5 separate regions of the Mus musculus genome follow, and all the other regions are linked to region 2. A link is a contact called in public Hi-C and HiChIP or PLAC-seq data. All regions are on one chromosome and are shown on one strand. The core of a region is the stretch at or near the end of the contact, and the rest is flanking DNA. Distances in the headings are between cores, read along the strand shown.

Region 1 (3,122 bases), core at 135-2,634, 130 kb after region 2:
GCTTTTGCTGCTGCTGCTGCGGCTGCTGCTGCTGGGAATCAGATCCAAGTCCTCTGCCAGGGGCAAAACCAAATGCCTCAGTGGTCCCCAGAGCACACCTTTGCCCATTACACAACGGCAGCAAGGAGGAAGCAAGCAGGCAGCTGACTAGACTTCCAGCTACTCTGTCAGAATCAATCTAGTTTCCACTGCAGGGATTAATCTAACATGCTGAGAGACGGCGCGGGCTTTCCCCTTTAGCCAATATGAAGCCATCACTAAGCCATACTCTTTACTTTTATTTATTTATTTTTATTTTTTATTTTTTAATGGTTTTTCGAGACAGGGTTTCTCTGTATAGCCCTGGCTGGTCTGGAACTCACTTTGTAGACCAGGCTGGCTTCGAACTCAGAAATCCACCTGCCTCTGCCTCCCAAGTGCTGGGATTAAATGCGTGCACCACCACACCCGGCTTTTACTTTTATTATAAGTGATTACACATAAGGCATTGCATAAACATGCTTGGTTAGTGGTTACATTGCAATCCAGCAGTAGTATGATGCAGATATTCAGTGTCTTAATAATTGAACTGGAAAATTATAAAAGTGGGCTTCAGGAGGAGGCCAAAGTGAACTACAGTGACTCATCGCCAGGGCCATCCTGACCTGAGCCTTCACTGAGATGTGCTCTTGACAAGAGAATGGTGCAGAGAATGACAAGATGTTTCCCTTCACAGGGTTCCACTAGTGAGGAGCCACAAAGAGCAGAAAACTAAGATACCAGCCGATCTTCTTTTGGAAACTGTGCTGAGATCAGAATGCACAAGCATACTTGCGATGTACCTACCAGTCACTGCTCTCGCTTACTGGCCACTCCTCCAGCTCCAGGCACTGCTCCAGATTATTCCTTTTATCCCCCGTGAACATCTTATAATGTCCCAATTCTCATGTCAGGGATGAAAAGACCAAGGAGCGGAAAAGGTTACATAACTTGCCGCCTCTCACGGTTGGTGGGCTGGAAAGGAACTCCCTGCTCTCCGACTGCACTCTGAGTGACGCATCGTCTCTACTTGACATTTTGGGGCTCTGTCCCAAGTACTCTGTAGGGTCCTAACAAAATGGTTCACATATTTTCCTGATGTTTCACACAGCTAATTACACAACCAATTAGTTTCCCAACCAAAAGATAGCATCTACGGTTTCTGCCTCTACTTCAGTCTGCTTAAGTTCATGGTAGAGATGAAAATGAAATCGGCCCCCAGCCTACATGTTTATCATCTTTTGGAGGTTCTCACAGGACAGATTTCCTGCTTAAAAACCTTTTAGCCAGACTGCTGCTTCTTGTTTTGACAGTCCAATCTTATTAGATCATGTTCTAGCACAATGCGGGCCTTGCTCAATACTCTGAAATTTCAGACCTACCAAAGCTATGAGCAACTTTTTGATTGAGAAGTCCACGACCTCATGTGAAACCAGAGTCATGGGAATTGGAAGAAATGCACAAAACCCCTGCGATGGTAAAGTGAAATATGACAACGGTGGAGTGACGTGACCCACAGTTCCAGGAGACATGCTTCCTCACGGTCATGACTACATGACAGCGTCTCTAAGGACTCCATGTGCTGGCCTGCTTTCAGCAGTGTTCAAATCGCCCTCACGTGGTTGGCAGGTGGCCAGAGAATAATGAGGTGGTAGGAAAAGGGCAGATTTTGCCAACGGAGGTTAGGTAGTCTAAATGGAACCAAGAGAGGGGCTGGCCATACAACGGGTGAGAAAAGGGTGTGTAAGGGGTGGGGGCAAACGGCTTACTGATGCAGTGATTTGCAAAGACTTGTTCACATTACCTCTGTACTATGGACTCATGACTCAGTTTTCAAGCCAGTGGAAGCCAAACAGGTATCTCGTTTCCCCTCTGCAGCTCCACACTCCCTTCCCCACAGACAGCCTAGCTTCAAACCTATGAGCAGCCAAAAGGGGACAACTAAGGATATGTTTAGCATGTACACTGCTGGGAACCATGGGGCAGAGGGAGAAGAGCTGTGACACAGAAACACCAGCAGGTAGGGATCGTCTTCAACTGTGTGACTTTACAAGAGGATTGATCAAAGAATGCTGCCCTTAGGAATTATATCTTAAAGCACACTGTAGGCCTGAGACTCAGTATTTGGCAACTTGTTAAAATTAGGTCAGGAGTGTGATGAGGAGAATTTGTACTTTTCACTTTTATTGTAGAGAAAATGGCACAGGACTCTGTAGGAACACTGTTAAACCTGCATCCAGGAAGTAGGCCAGGCTGAAGCTACGTCAAGGTAGAAGGGTCAATGAGGGACCTCCATGTCACTGAGGCAGACAGCCTCTACACGGCAGCCTGTGCTGTCAGAGACAGTACTAAAAGAAGCTGGAAATGCTGATTCTGATGGGAACCCTTCTAACTGGTGTATGTTGCAACCGAAGATACATGTGTATACAACTCCCCTGGCCAACCCAAACACATCTGTGGCTGGAACCAGCACACTGAGAGCTGGTGTCTGACCTTGGTGACCACAGTGATGACTCTTAACCCTTACAGCACAGAGAGGAAACAAGCGCTGGCTTGTCTTCCATAAAGTCACTTACACCGCTGCCTGGTCAAAAGACTCTTTGTAAGTCCAGCCTGTGGGACCTGCAGAGAGGTCCAAGAAGGCCATGGGCCTCCTTCACTAACAATGCCAAGCCTGTCGCTGTTGAGAGAGGGAGGTATTCTGAGGTCTTTGGGAGAATTTAGAAAGGTGTCAGTCAGGAAGATGAGGTGTTTGGTGGCTTCATACTGAGTTATGACCACCTGCTCTGAGCTCTCTAACTGCTTATTTAAAACTGCAGGGTTTGTTTCTTGTTGCCATGAGTGCCAAAGGAGCCCAACAGACATGTCATATAGGGCTGTCAACTGGCAGCTCAAAAGGTCTCCTGGAAAATTTCATTCGGCTACAAAGAGAAGACTGCATCCCCCTATGATCAGACACTTTAGCATCCAAGTCTGGATGCTTGCTTGCCCACTGTGCCTATGATAAACCAGACATTTTTCTACGTCGTGCTTCCAAAGCCCTATCTCCTGGCTGTCAGACTTCTTTTTCTTTTTTAAAGTCATTTTCATTTATGCGTATGTAT
Region 2 (3,296 bases), core at 341-2,840:
AAGAGTAGCCAGTGCTCCTAACCACTGAGCTATCTCCCCAGCCCCCAACTGCTTCTTAAAGGCACAATGAGAATAAGTGCACAGCTGAGGATGTGTCGAGACTGCCATTAGATGTTTTTAAAAGTCTGTTGTGGGGCTGGAGAAATGTCTTAGCAGTTAAGAGCACTGACTGCTCTTCCTGAGTTCAGATCCCAGCAACCACATGGTGGCTCACAACCATCTGTAATGGGATCCAATGCCTTCTGGTGTGTCTGAAGACAGCTACAGTGTACTCATATAAATAAAATAAATAAATATTTACAAAAAAAAATTTTTAATCTGCTGTATTTTGCCTGCACATACGTCGAGCCTCTTGCAGAGTCCAGAAGAGGAACTGGAGTTACAAGCAGGTGTGAGCTGCCATGTGGGTGCCAGGAATTGAACCCATGCCCTCTGGAAAATCAGCCACTGCTCTAAACCTCTTAGTTATCTCTCTGATTCCCATGGCACAAATATTAGACTGAAGCCCAACACTAGAAATGCAGAGACAGGTGGGTCTCTTATGATCTTATGAGTTTGAGGCCAGGCTGGTTTACACACTGAGTTCTAAGCCAGCCAGGGCTTATATAATGAACCACTGTGTCAAAAATACCAAAACAAAACAAAACAAAAAAAAAAAAAATCCCTCTTCCATGTTCCCTTATCTGTGCAGCAGCCAGAAGATGCCGCCCACATTTAGGGTCCACCTTCCCACTTCAAATAATCTAATCAAGAAAACCCTCACAGGAACACTTGGCACCTGGTCTTATTGATTCCAGACACAGTTAAGTTGAAAAACCAAGATTAGTCACCTCAAACTCTATACTTGACTTGGATACATTTTATTTATGTAAGTTCTATCATGAAAAATACTATTGCTGAGCCAGTGAGATGGTTCAGTGGGTAAAGACGCTTGTAACCAAATCCCCAGGACCCATAAAATGGAGGAAGACAATGGACTCCCACAGAGTGTTCTCTGACTTCTACGTGCGCACACACGCGCTCAAGCACACGCTCGAATAAAATGTAAATAAAACCCTCAATTAAAATAAAATTGATAATACAAATACCATAAAAATCAAAAATGGAAAAAGAAAGGCTTGGCTTGAAGATGAAAAACGGGGACAAAGTTAATTTAGAAGGCTCAGAGCAGTCACTTGATCAAGAGGAACCTCATACTGGACTCCAGGCTTCCCAGAAACCAAAGCGAAAAGAGGAAAAGAAATATGCACATCTTCCATGTCCATAAGAGTGAGAAAGGGGAAAAAAATCAGTGTTGGTAAAATAAAATCCACTCATAGAGAAAAGTTACCTTTTGAGTTTTATGTGGAACCCAGAGAAGGAAGTGACTCATTCGGCTGAAAACCAGGAAATGCTACAAAGGGAGAAAGAAAAGAAAAGGAAAAAAATAGCCCTTGCTGCTCTGGGAAGGCTGGATAAACGGGGGTGGGCTCAGCCTTGGAGTGGGAAATGCCGGCTTAACTCATTTCCTAGCCGCCCTGCAGCTCCACAGAGGCACCGCAAGAGGTCAAGGTCTCAGTAAGCAGGAAGGAGGCTGGGGCTGAGTGCCTCGGGCTGTTTCTACAGAGCCCGAGGACAGGATGGTCACTCCAGGGCAAGCCGTTCACGGTTCACCAGTGTCCATAGACCCATGCAGCCTGGGTCAAACCTCAGCTGTGTCCTGTTCCGGAATGTCCCAGAGACATCCAGCCTGTCGTTACTGGTCAGTGGGTAGGAGAGGGAAGCTGGTCCCCCAGGGCTGGCAAGAGAATCTGTAACCCAGGCAGACCAGGTTAGGATTTCTGAATCCTGGTTCCTTCGAGTCCCAATCAGCTGAGGGCTGCCCCTGCCCACAGGGTGACCTCTTCTCGAGCCGAACCGGAGGTTTCCTGGTCTTGGTGAACTGCCCACACTCGGGAATGCGCTACTCCGGAGACGGAGCCTGTGTGTCAGCTCTTTTCCCACATTCAGGGTTTACAGCTGACAGAAGTGTGTTTCAACAGGATTTGCTGAGAGAAGATGAGGCCATAATCCAGGAAACTGCCCTGATAAATCACCCATAAACTAACCCGTGTGCTAACGGAGCATTCTGGAACGTTCTTCATTTGGAACGGGAAGTGTTGGGATTTAAACAAGACTAAAGCGGAAAAGGTTGCACCAGAGGGAAGAGCAGCGATGAGCTGCTGTGAGGATACCACACCCCACATTTGCTTTTTCCTTAGTTCACAAAACCATTCCACACCTGTCCCCCAAACCCCAGGGCTCACTGGGGGGTGAGAGTCACAATGCTGTTCTCTGGCAATTCATCCTATGATGTCACATCTCATTTGATCCCAGAAGGAAAGCTCTGAGACCCGACTTCTTAGAGAGGAATTAATAGCTTTTTGCTAGAGTTCTCTTGGGGAGATCCTAGAAGCTCACTCTGACAGGGCACCAGCCCCTTTGCTCTCATCTCTGTACCCTTGCCCTTCTAATCCTTCTTGCCTGGGACAGTGGGTTTCCAAAGTGACAACAGAACTGTCCCAAGCAAGGCTCTGTCCCCAGCCTATGAACTGTAGGCTTTCCTCGTATGCTGTAGGTTAGCAGGCCTGGAACAGATTCTATAGAAGGCCTTGTTCCTTCAAGTCTGTGTTTGACACAGTGCCCTCCAGGTGGGGCCTGCAGCTCTCCAGACTGAGCAAGAAGATCAGGGTGCCCACTGTTCACCCATTGGAGTGCCAGCTCTGTCAGGGATATATTAGGTGCCAGGGAAGTTCTTAGAGATCCTCGCCATAGCTGTGCTCATATAGAACTCTGAGGTTTCCAAGAACTGTCAGTCAAGCCTCCCACAGCAACTCAAGACAGACTCTAAACTCTGTGTGGACAGGGAAACTGAGATGTAGAAAGAGCTACCGGTCACAGGGCAAACAGCAGTCAAACTAGCCAGGAGTTCGGGCTATCAGTCTGGAAAGGCAGGCAACCCTACAACCCTCCTCCACTCGTCTCCTCGACCTCTAGAGTTGTTTCCTACCCTGCTACATGGCTCAGGCTTCTAGAACAAGGCCCCAGGGCCACACCGTGAGGATTTGTGGTTCGGCTACTTACTGGTTAAACAGTCGTGGGTGGATTACTTAACTGTGTACCAAAGTTTCCTCATCTATAGCACTGATACTGGCACAAGCCATACACACGGCATGTCAGAGACAGGAGCTAGGAAGAAGTATGACCCCAAAGGCCACACCCTGTGTGCCTTACTCAGTGTTCAAATGTAGGGCAGATGCTTCGTAGATCTGAGGCTT
Region 3 (3,168 bases), core at 367-2,866, 220 kb after region 2:
GAACAGTAATATTTCATGTCAAATGTTATCTATACTTAACACATAATGGGCATAGTTTTTAAAATAGATTATTATTATTTTAACCCTCAGTTCTGGTTTCTAATAGGACAAATACTACAAGGCACACACACCATGTGACCTAGAACCCTGAGAGGTCTATTTTCAGTATGTTAAAGGGACACAGGATCACAAGGCATGAGAACCAGCTGCTTAGCAGGGTCAACTGTGAGTGCAGTGGAGAACACTGTCCACCAGACTCAACCACCTTCACCCCCACCTTGACCTTACCCCATTCAAGAACTACCTGACATTTCTTTAACTGAATTATGATTTGATAACTTAAATTCCCTGCAACTGTAGCTCACATGAGGAATATGGAGAAAATATTATGGTTGTTTACATAAAAGAACAACCCTTTATATACATACTTCAGTCATTTTTTATCTTTAAGACAGAGTCTTGTCATATAGCCCTGGATAGCCTGGAACTTACTATGTAGTCCAAGCTGGCCTCACGGGGCAGCGATCCTCCTGCCTCTACCTCCTGTGTGCTGGGATTATAGGTACATGTCATCATGCCTGCAGGGTTCTCACTATAGCTTTTACTTCATCAAAACAGGCAACTACAGATGAGGGACTTTGTCTGTGTGTGTTTGTGTATGTGTCTCCCTCTCACTTATATTTTCCAAATTAAAAAAAAAACCAAATATTATTACTACAAATTACAACAACTCCTTAACTCCAGAACATATTTCAAAGCGGATGGATCCATTAGCCCCTTTAATAAGTCACAGTGTACCTTGGATCTGGACACATAACCACTGCACAAGCCTGTTCCATCAGGACCGTCACAGCAGAGTGAAATCTAAAGAACAAAACCTATCAGACATGCTACAGAAGTAACTGGCAGTACTCAAAACACTAAGCTAACAATTCCATTTTGCAAGCGCCACAAAGTATCTTATATAGCACTTTAAAAGAGTATTGATATTTTGTTTGCTCTGCTATTTAAGATCAGGACCTTTTAAAATAACATTTCAGGGGAAATTAAAGGGAAACTTCTGTTATTCCCAGTGTTGCAACGCATGGGGAACTCTTACATAAGGAAGTGTTCTTTTCAATATAAATTTACTTGTCATTAGATTTAACTATCCAAATGATGTATATGGCTGGACTTGGGGAAGCACATCTCTCTTCTCTCTCCTCTCTCTTTCTCTTTCCCCATATTAAAAAAGTAATAATCACAATTTAAACATTAATTTGGTTGCATTATATGCTTCTGATTAGAAATTTCCCCAAGACCATTTATTCTAAAATTCCCTATAATTTCTTTTATGGAACAATAACTTTGTGAATAAGTAACAAAGGAGGAAGAAACATACTTTTTATATATTTATTCCTCGGTTTTATTATAAAATATCTTTAAAATAAGAGGTGAGGCATTAGGTCTGTCATAATGTGTAAGACTGAATTCAAGGGCACTAAAGTTACAAACATGTCTGCTATGGCAGACATAAAACCTGAAAGCCCCACTTTCTCTCTTCTGGGGATTCTGCTCTACTGGGGAACTGCATAAAATTATTTGAGAAAGATTGTGATAGTGACAATGCTCAATCAAGAACCAAATCGAGGGAAACTGCTTACTGTTTAGATCTACAGAACAGCAATAGTCTCATCAGGATTGCAAAACATTCTAAATTGTGAAACTTAAGTTATTTGTAAAATAGACAAAAGTGAAGCAGCTTCCTCAGTCATTTTTGAGATCTCAGCACCAATTTAAAGAAATACTTTACTTAAAAGAAGGCCAACTTCAGCCGGGCATGGTGGCGCACGCCTTTGATCCCAGCACTTGGGAGGCAGAGGCAGGCGGATTAGAGGCCAGCCTTGTCTGCACAGTGAGTTCCAGGACAGCAAGGGCTACACAGAGAAAACCCTGTCTCAAAAAACCTAAAAAAAAAAAAAAAAAAAAAAAAAAACCCACAAAAAAACAAAACCAAAAAAACCAAAAGAAAGCCAACTTCAAAACATGAATCTCTACACTAAGTACATAGAAAGACACAAAATGAATTTACATCACATAACATCCTGCTCTGTCAGTGTACACATAAGTGTGAAAGAAGGCTAACGTTTGAAAGGGAAAAAAGTCATTCACTTTCCTCTTCAATTCTTTAAGGAACAATCGTGTCTCAATCCTAAAACAAATAAAACAAACAAACAAACAAATCCCTATACAACTAAACAGCTGCCTAGACAAGAAAAAAAAAGATCTAACTCACTAACATTGCTCTGAGGACCACATGGAGAAGGTTTACTACTTCTGGTACTGTGTGTGTGTGTGTGTGTGTGTGTGTGTGTGTGTGTGTGTGTGTGTGTGTCTGTCTGTCTATCTGTCTGTCTGTCCGTCCGTCCGTGTCTGTGTGTGTACACAGTGGATTATTTTCCTCACTGTGGAGAAGATATATTATTTCTGGTACACTCTGTAAGGTAGGGGTGTGCGTATGTAAAATGAATTATTTTCCTCACTCTCATTTTCAAGTCAAAACCCTAACTGTTAACAAGCATTTAAGCCAATTTTAAAATCACATGGAACTTATAGTACCCAGGGTACAGTATCAGAGGGACTTTTAAGCATTTGGGAGGAATCCCCGAGGAAACCTCACCAACGCTGCCCCACAGCAGCAAATGGGAACAAATGTACTTCAGAGCTTGGCACAGCAGTTTACGTTTTGAAAGAATTACCATTGTTATCTTAATAAAATGGTTTTTAGTTTTATTTTGTTTTCCCAAGTCCCCTCCCCAGCAGTGAGACACTTTGTGGAAACTGTTGGCTTCAGAAATAGACAGGCAATTGGAATCAGTATTAGACAAACACGAAACTGCAACAAGACAAGCCATTCAGGCAGAGGATGGAGCAAGCAGAGAAGCGGACACTGCTCACAGGTCAGGCCCCTCATCTCAAGAAGCCAGAGCGAAGCGGCTGACTTACATTGCTTCTTCAGCTCCCTCAGCTGTTGCTTGAACTGCACGAACTTTTCATTCTCTTTAAAGTCGGCATCAGAGTTCTTATCCTGTAAAGCCAAAAATTTCTTCTCTACCAGTAATTTTAAATCTGGTACTTTTTCTGGACGTTCTTCTTTTACCTAAGAAAGACCATAAATTCATGTTCGTT
Region 4 (3,351 bases), core at 410-2,909, 160 kb after region 2:
GGGGGCGGGGGGGGGGGGGTTACACAAACAGTTCTCAGCTATGTGTCCGTCAACAAATCATCAACAACTACTCGATGAGAACAGAAAGGTGGTTTCTGCCCTTGGGGAACTTATTCTGAGATAGGAAATAAGAAGTGACAAACGACTGGGTGTGGTAGCTCATACCTGTAAAACTCATCACTTAGGGGACCGAGCCAGGATTGGCTTGATTTCCAGGCCAGCCTGGGCTACACAGTGAGACTTTCTCAACAAAACCAAACCAAAACAGAGACAAATCACACCAACAAACATGGTCCCTGTTCCAAGATCACTAACTTATGAACGGGGCCCCATGACTGGACTCAGGTTACCAAACCACCCGGCTCCTACGAGGTGACTTTCACAAGGACAAATACTTTCATGGCTGACAAAAGATCACTTTAGTCAAAGAGGGAGAAGTGTTAGAATTGTAGAATGTCCCTAGCCAAGCAAGCTCTCTACTGAAATGGCAGGTGAGCACGGGAAGCAGCCAGAGCTGTGCTCGTGTACACTGATTTCCTGACAAGGTTGGATGACACACTAGACTATTTTTAAAAATTATATGCTAGGATTTCAATCTGACTAGTGATTCAACTCAACTTCAAAAAAGAAGGAAGCTCACAGCAGTCTTTCTGTCTTGCTAAGCTTCTGCTGTTCCTGTCAGTCAGTCAGCGCCCAAATCCCAGACCTTTGCATTTGATGCAAATGTAGGCAGTCCTGACATGACTTACTCCTGGCCAGAGACTGCATTCTCTCTCTTAATAAAATGTGTGTACACAACAGACCTCACTATACATTTATTTCAGAGAAGACCTACGATGGTCCCCGAACGCTTCAGTAATGAGACCTTTCCATAAGAAAGCTACTTTTCTAACATCAGCATGGAGAAAGTTAAGGTTCCTGCGGCCCACCAGCCATGTGCTTGCACAGGGGAAAACCCAAGCCTTGAACTATCTCAGAGCTCCATCTGTTCTAACCGCCTCAAGCTACGGCTCAGCTCCCAGGTGCACCGAACCACATCTATCAAAATATTTACCCCTAAAATAACTTTGTAATAAGAGCGGAATGTCCTTTTTGATGATTTCCTTTGAAAAATACATACGTATTTAACCGGCAACTCCAAACTTTCAGAGAGGGCAGATTCCATGAATCTACGTAATAAAAGCCTCCCTTCACACTGTTATAGTTGCTCTACTATGAAGATTTACAAGCACAGAGCTTTATATGGCTTACATTTCCACATTTGTCTGTTTTGACTCTTGGCCTCCATATGATGGCAAGGATAGAGTGAGCCTTTAACAGAAATGCCACACTAAGGCTACAAGCTGCCAGTGAAAGCTACAAGATCTCTTGGCAATTTTTGGACAGGTTCAGGTGAATTTCAGCATCTGGGACTGGCATGTGTATTACAGATGGAAAAAGCAAAACAATACCCAAAGAAAGAGAAAAGCGGTCCTCCCAATTGAAGCAAAATCATACCAAAATCTACCCACCTCCCAGCCTCGGCCCAGCACTGAGGAAATACCTCTGCCATACTGTCAAAGCATAATCAGTTCCTAAAACAATGGCTCAGCGTTTGAGTCACCCAGAGCGTGAAGGGCAAGTGAAAGGTCAGTTCCGGCATGCTCCCACAAAGCAAACACGGAGCTTGAGCCAGCACCAGCCAGGCCTTGGCATGGCAACCACAGGGCTCGCTCACTTCAGCAACCCATGGGTTCTGCCCTCAGGCTTCTCCAGACCCCCCCCCCCCCCCACACACACACACACACTTCCTCTCCTCCAAAGGAACCAGGGAAAGCTGAGAAGCAAACCTGAGAGGAGGGCCAGGCCTGCTCAGAAGCAGCCCTCCATGCCACTGGAGAACCCAAAGATGGTGCAGTGCCTCCAGAACCAGTGGTCCTAGCTCCCAGAAGCTTCTGGAATTCCTTATGAGTACTTACTAGAACACCTTTCTTTCTCCCCGCCAGTCATTTCACTATAATCAACTAAAATCTGCACATGGTGGACACTGACAATGGATTTTTAAAGATCCCAAGTATGCTTATTATTTTAGATTCTCTGCCACTGACATTATATTTAACATCAAAAGTTGTACTAAAAAGTCAATTAAAATAATTTTCTAGCCAAAAATTTTTCAAAGAATTTTTGCGGATTTTTTGTCTTGGAACTCTTGGTCTTGGAACTCTCGGTGGCTGGCTATTCTTTTAATTTACAGTCTGCAGAGATGTCTTAGTAAGCACATGCGAGTTAAGCACTTAAAGAAGATGACAAAATCTTTGTTTATATGCAAACATATGTATGTATTTATCTGCAAACACACATTTAAACCTGTGATTGCTTTTGAGGTCTTTACAAAGAGGCTTCTCAGTTAGTCACCATATTCGTCATATCTAAGGACTACCAGTGCTTGACTGGAAGAGGCAGACAGGCTACTGGAGAAGGGGAGGCCCTCTGCAGGGAACAACAGAAAGATGCAAGTGAGATCTGAAGAACAGCCTAGTGATGAAGACGTTACCAGACTCATGTCCCAGAGCCTCCAACTCAGCAGACGGGAAATGGTCACTACGCAACAATCCCTTATGTATGTCCAACAAGGGTCACATAAAAGAAGAAACACTTCCACCCACCTGAGGAACTCATAACTTGTCTGAGGTTATAGAGCTAAGACTGGCATATGGAGTGTGAGACAGAAAGTGAAAACTGTCAAAGACCCCACATACCAGAAGCCCTCATGTAAGCAGTGGCAAGGAGGAGGGCGTAATGCACCTGGCACAGGAGCCACGCACAATGTCATTTCTGTAGAGACGCCCATGAGTGAACAGTGCCATGGAAGGCTAGGGGCATACTAAGGCTTTTCAGAAGTGACGGCATCGAGCAGGCTTGTGAAAGACAGGAAGTTCTTCCCCCTACAAGCAGAGTGACTTCTATGAGTTTTCTCTGCACATACGTATCAGGGATGACAGCACTAACTTCACTGGGCTTCTAGGGATGAGAAGAAAATAGACGCTGATGAATATACACAATGAAACCTTAAAAAGGAAATGCGTACATGCACATAGAACAGCAGCAGGGTCCAATCTACTCTCCTTTGTCTTTTGGCTTCTTCTCTGTTCAAATGTTCGTGGGCTTTCCACCATGGCAGACACTGTACCAGGCACTGTGTACATCATCAGGGAAAATACATGAAACATCGTTGTGTGCTCTTATCTAAGTGATATTCTGTAGCCAGAGATAGGAGGACAGCGGAGTGGGCAGAAGATGCAGTGTGACCAAAAGTAAAGCAAGAAGTAGGGCCTCAAAACAACCAGTCCTTTGCTCTGCAGAAGCAAGCGA
Region 5 (2,991 bases), core at 461-2,960, 160 kb before region 2:
CTACTAATTGTAAATCTTTTAATGCTAAAGGCTGATTCACTGAAAAGCAGAGAGGTTATGCAGCTTGCCCAAGTTCTCTTGCAAGCAAGAGACAGAGTCATGGTCCATACCCCATCTTGCTGCTGCTGATGCAGAGCTTGGCTAGAGACAGAAGGAGATCCAGTAAATAGAAAGGAAGAAAGCTCTAAAGAGAGAAGAGGAAGCCTTAGCAGCACCCCATCATGGTCAAAGGCAAGACAAGATGCCTGCTACCATCAGCACTGACACTGACATTGAACATGAAGCAGACGAAGAAGCAGACAGGGAAGAAAAAAAAAAACAAAACAGATTGGAAAAGGACTCTCTGGGAGGCACCCACGGATTCTGAACCTCTAAGGGAAGACCTCTTTCCTCTGTAGACTGGTCAGTTAGCCCAGCCTGCTGCCACTCAGGAATCAGACATCATGAGTCTCGGTTGCCGCCCCACCTCATGCAGCTGAGCAAACTTGAGCAAGCATGTCTCCTTGGAACCCCTATATCCTTAGATCTCTCAGCAGCAATGGTTCCTTGGTAGGTTGTCTGAGCCGTATATGAAGGTAGCAAGCGAGACAACAATGAGATGGAGTCATTCTGAGCCCTGATTCTGGAACTAGCCAGTTGGTCCCCCATTCCTATGACACATTAGTTATAGGTCATAAGTGATACACCTTGCATCTCTGTGCTTCAATCTCCCATCAGGTAGGGATGATGGTACCAATCTTCTAAGGCCAGCAAGATGGTTAGAGTGAGCCAATACTCATAAATTACTTTGAGCAGCAGCTTGCAGAACAGTACAATAGAAACAGGTGTCAAATTAAGATCTAAATGATGAAACGGAGCATGCCAGTACACAGGAGCAATCCCAGCAGTGAGGGGAGCAAGAGCATCATGAGTTTGAAGCCATACTAAGCTATATAACAAGACCCTGTCATTTATTATAAATATATGTATGTATATGTATACATACATACATACATACATACATACATACATACATACATATTGGCTCCTGAATCAACAAACAAAGGCTAATGTTCTTAAGGAAGGGCTCTCAGATATGTCCTCTGGCTTACACATACACACACACACACACACACACACACACACACACACTCATACACACATACACACAAAATAAATAGGAAATGAAGCAAGAGACCAAAGTTCATAATATACATATAGAAGAGTGTTGTGGTAACATTGATTATTTGATTTAATTGTGTTATACAATATGTGCTAATTTTTAAAAGGGAAACATTAACAGGAAGTTGTACCTGTGGGAGAAAAGGTTTTTTTCTCTCCTCCTCACAGGACAGGAATTACAACTGATTCAGAATTTTGTTTAAGAAGGAAACCCAGACTCTGAAGGCATCATAATTTGCAGAGGTGGTTTGGCAAGAGAAAAAGGTTGGATTTTCTGCTCAACTCTAAGTCTTTGCCCAGTTTCCTCCCATGTCTGGGCAGGTGGACCGAGAGAGTAGGACCCTGAGGGCTCCTCCATTTGGCCATCAGAGTGCCATCTGTTGGTGATGACCTGCTCTAACACCGTGTGCCTCAGTGAGGGACAAGCTCATGTCAACCTCTGGCCCAGAGCAGGTATTGAGTAAGCCCTTCCTGTCTCCATGTGCCTCCCCTTGGAAGATTCGGATTATTCCGGACCTAGAAGCAGGCTTCCTCAGGCCATGGCCACATGCCTAGATGACTCACACCTAATTCCTGTAACACTGATCTTCAGGGCTCCAGCTTGGGCCAGCTGATCTCTGAATCCTTTCATTCCTCCTGACAAATATTATTAAGAATAACACGGAACACCAGGGATGTCTCAGGCACTCGGCTGCTAGGCACCAGGAACACAGCCATGAACTAATATGGGAAGGAGATTAACAACTAGAACATAACAAGTCCTGTTAGGTGGGATCACCGGGGAGACATTCCAGCCCAGTGCAGGGCAGGGACATGAGGAAGGAACAATTGCACAACATCTGCTATGTGGTAAGCACAGACCCATTCATTCCCTTTTTGCTAACATACTCAACCATTCTGTAAGGTAGGTGACGAATCCTCAACTTACCGTCATGGTCAACGAAGAGCAGACAGACTCAGAAACTAGCCTAAAGTCACACAGCCAGGACATAGTTCAATCAGTGCACACAGTGGGATTCCAGAACTCATGCTGTCTGCCATCATTCAGCCTCCACAGTGGGCTACAGTGTCACTTGCCTGGTACCCCAACACTTTTCTCTTTAACATTCTAATTCTTTCAAGTCTAGAAAAGAGTGAGTTACCACCTAGACTACCAATGCCGTATTCATATCGAGAACCAGGAATGAATCTCATTCTCCAGGGAACGGTTGTTTCAAGGTCATTGATATCTGTAGAATGATCCTTATGGGTGATAGTTTGAATGTGCAGGTATAACTTACAATATGACTAGATTCATTTAAGTCCAGTTCAATGAACTGAGGCCAAACATGATCCGATCTTGCACCAGACGCTACATCCCATCTCTATCCTGACTCTGGACTTAAGTAAGCTCTCAAGATCCAGTTTCAGAGACAAGAAGTAATCTCGTCTCAATGCAGAGTGCTGACCCATATACAATCACAGTGCATCATTTGGGGGAAACCTCCCAAGAAGGGGCAGAAATATCATAAGAGCCAGAGAACCAGGACACTCAGTGTTAGATAGTATCATCTAGACATGACAGGAAAGCTACACCCATGAAATCTCAATATGGTTGTCTAATCAAGACTTGCATAATAACAACTCCAGTTGATGTGCCAAGGTAGATGGGAAAATTTCACAAAGTTCCATGCCTAGACAAAGAGCTACAGATGATCATTGGGGGACTTCAAGAACCAGCTTTCTCCAAGAACAGTGACCCCTGATAGGTTGTCTAATCCCAAGTGGTCAGCCTGTGCATACAAAACAACACTAAACAGACTCTGGAAGCTGTGCCTGTGTTATGTATAC

The links. A called contact is a pair of places that touch in the nucleus more often than the background predicts. HiChIP or PLAC-seq counts read pairs in DNA pulled down with a chosen protein or histone mark.
Region 1: a Hi-C map of uterus shows a contact between it and region 2, with 2.8 times the contacts expected there. The contact joins two enhancer-like sites. A contact is called at or near these places in 3 of 484 Hi-C or Micro-C datasets (embryonic stem cells, liver and uterus), 2 of 115 datasets of contacts at active chromatin or transcription factors (CD8 T cells and pancreatic cancer cells) and 1 of 9 other capture datasets (embryonic stem cells).
Region 3: an H3K4me3 HiChIP or PLAC-seq map of bone marrow-derived macrophages shows a contact between it and region 2, with 5 times the contacts expected there. The contact joins two enhancer-like sites. A contact is called at or near these places in 1 of 484 Hi-C or Micro-C datasets (embryonic stem cells), 2 of 115 datasets of contacts at active chromatin or transcription factors (bone marrow-derived macrophages and pancreatic cancer cells) and 1 of 9 other capture datasets (embryonic stem cells).
Region 4: an HNF4G HiChIP or PLAC-seq map of pancreatic cancer cells shows a contact between it and region 2. The contact joins two enhancer-like sites. A contact is called at or near these places in 3 of 115 datasets of contacts at active chromatin or transcription factors (CD8 T cells, embryonic stem cells and pancreatic cancer cells).
Region 5: an H3K27ac HiChIP or PLAC-seq map of embryonic fibroblasts shows a contact between it and region 2, with 3 times the contacts expected there. The contact joins two enhancer-like sites. A contact is called at or near these places in 1 of 15 datasets of contacts at CTCF or cohesin (the NIH/3T3 cell line), 16 of 484 Hi-C or Micro-C datasets (the AML12 cell line, the MC3T3-E1 cell line, bone marrow-derived macrophages and 10 more) and 6 of 115 datasets of contacts at active chromatin or transcription factors (double positive thymocytes, embryonic fibroblasts, embryonic stem cells and 3 more).

What each region holds. Positions count from the first base shown.
Region 1 is chr15:59,548,498-59,551,619 of GRCm38.p6, reverse strand. All of the region lies in intron 4 of Nsmce2 (NSE2/MMS21 homolog, SMC5-SMC6 complex SUMO ligase), which reads right to left. Among named protein-coding and RNA genes, the nearest start is that of Gm36677, 68 kb to the left of the region's middle. Within about 2 kb of position 1,384, at least 98 of the 459 cell types and tissues checked have an H3K27ac peak or open chromatin away from gene starts, as enhancers often do. A contact at or near this core is called in liver, pancreatic cancer cells and uterus, where this site is marked.
Region 2 is chr15:59,679,120-59,682,415 of GRCm38.p6, reverse strand. No RefSeq gene overlaps it. Among named protein-coding and RNA genes, the nearest start is that of Trib1, 32 kb to the right of the region's middle. Within about 2 kb of position 1,590, at least 192 of the 459 cell types and tissues checked have an H3K27ac peak or open chromatin away from gene starts, as enhancers often do. A contact at or near this core is called in CD8 T cells, the NIH/3T3 cell line, bone marrow-derived macrophages and 5 more, where this site is marked.
Region 3 is chr15:59,455,284-59,458,451 of GRCm38.p6, reverse strand. It overlaps Nsmce2 (NSE2/MMS21 homolog, SMC5-SMC6 complex SUMO ligase), which reads right to left. Exons shown (of 7, transcript NM_026746.3): 4 at 2,986-3,139. Among named protein-coding and RNA genes, the nearest start is that of Nsmce2, 83 kb to the right of the region's middle. Within about 2 kb of position 1,616, at least 11 of the 459 cell types and tissues checked have an H3K27ac peak or open chromatin away from gene starts, as enhancers often do. A contact at or near this core is called in bone marrow-derived macrophages, where this site is marked.
Region 4 is chr15:59,522,504-59,525,854 of GRCm38.p6, reverse strand. The region is part of intron 4 of Nsmce2 (NSE2/MMS21 homolog, SMC5-SMC6 complex SUMO ligase); the gene reads right to left. Among named protein-coding and RNA genes, the nearest start is that of Gm36677, 94 kb to the left of the region's middle. Within about 2 kb of position 1,659, at least 149 of the 459 cell types and tissues checked have an H3K27ac peak or open chromatin away from gene starts, as enhancers often do. A contact at or near this core is called in CD8 T cells and pancreatic cancer cells, where this site is marked.
Region 5 is chr15:59,844,235-59,847,225 of GRCm38.p6, reverse strand. No RefSeq gene overlaps it. Among named protein-coding and RNA genes, the nearest start is that of Gm36819, 22 kb to the right of the region's middle. Within about 2 kb of position 1,710, at least 69 of the 459 cell types and tissues checked have an H3K27ac peak or open chromatin away from gene starts, as enhancers often do. A contact at or near this core is called in the NIH/3T3 cell line, bone marrow-derived macrophages, embryonic fibroblasts and 3 more, where this site is marked.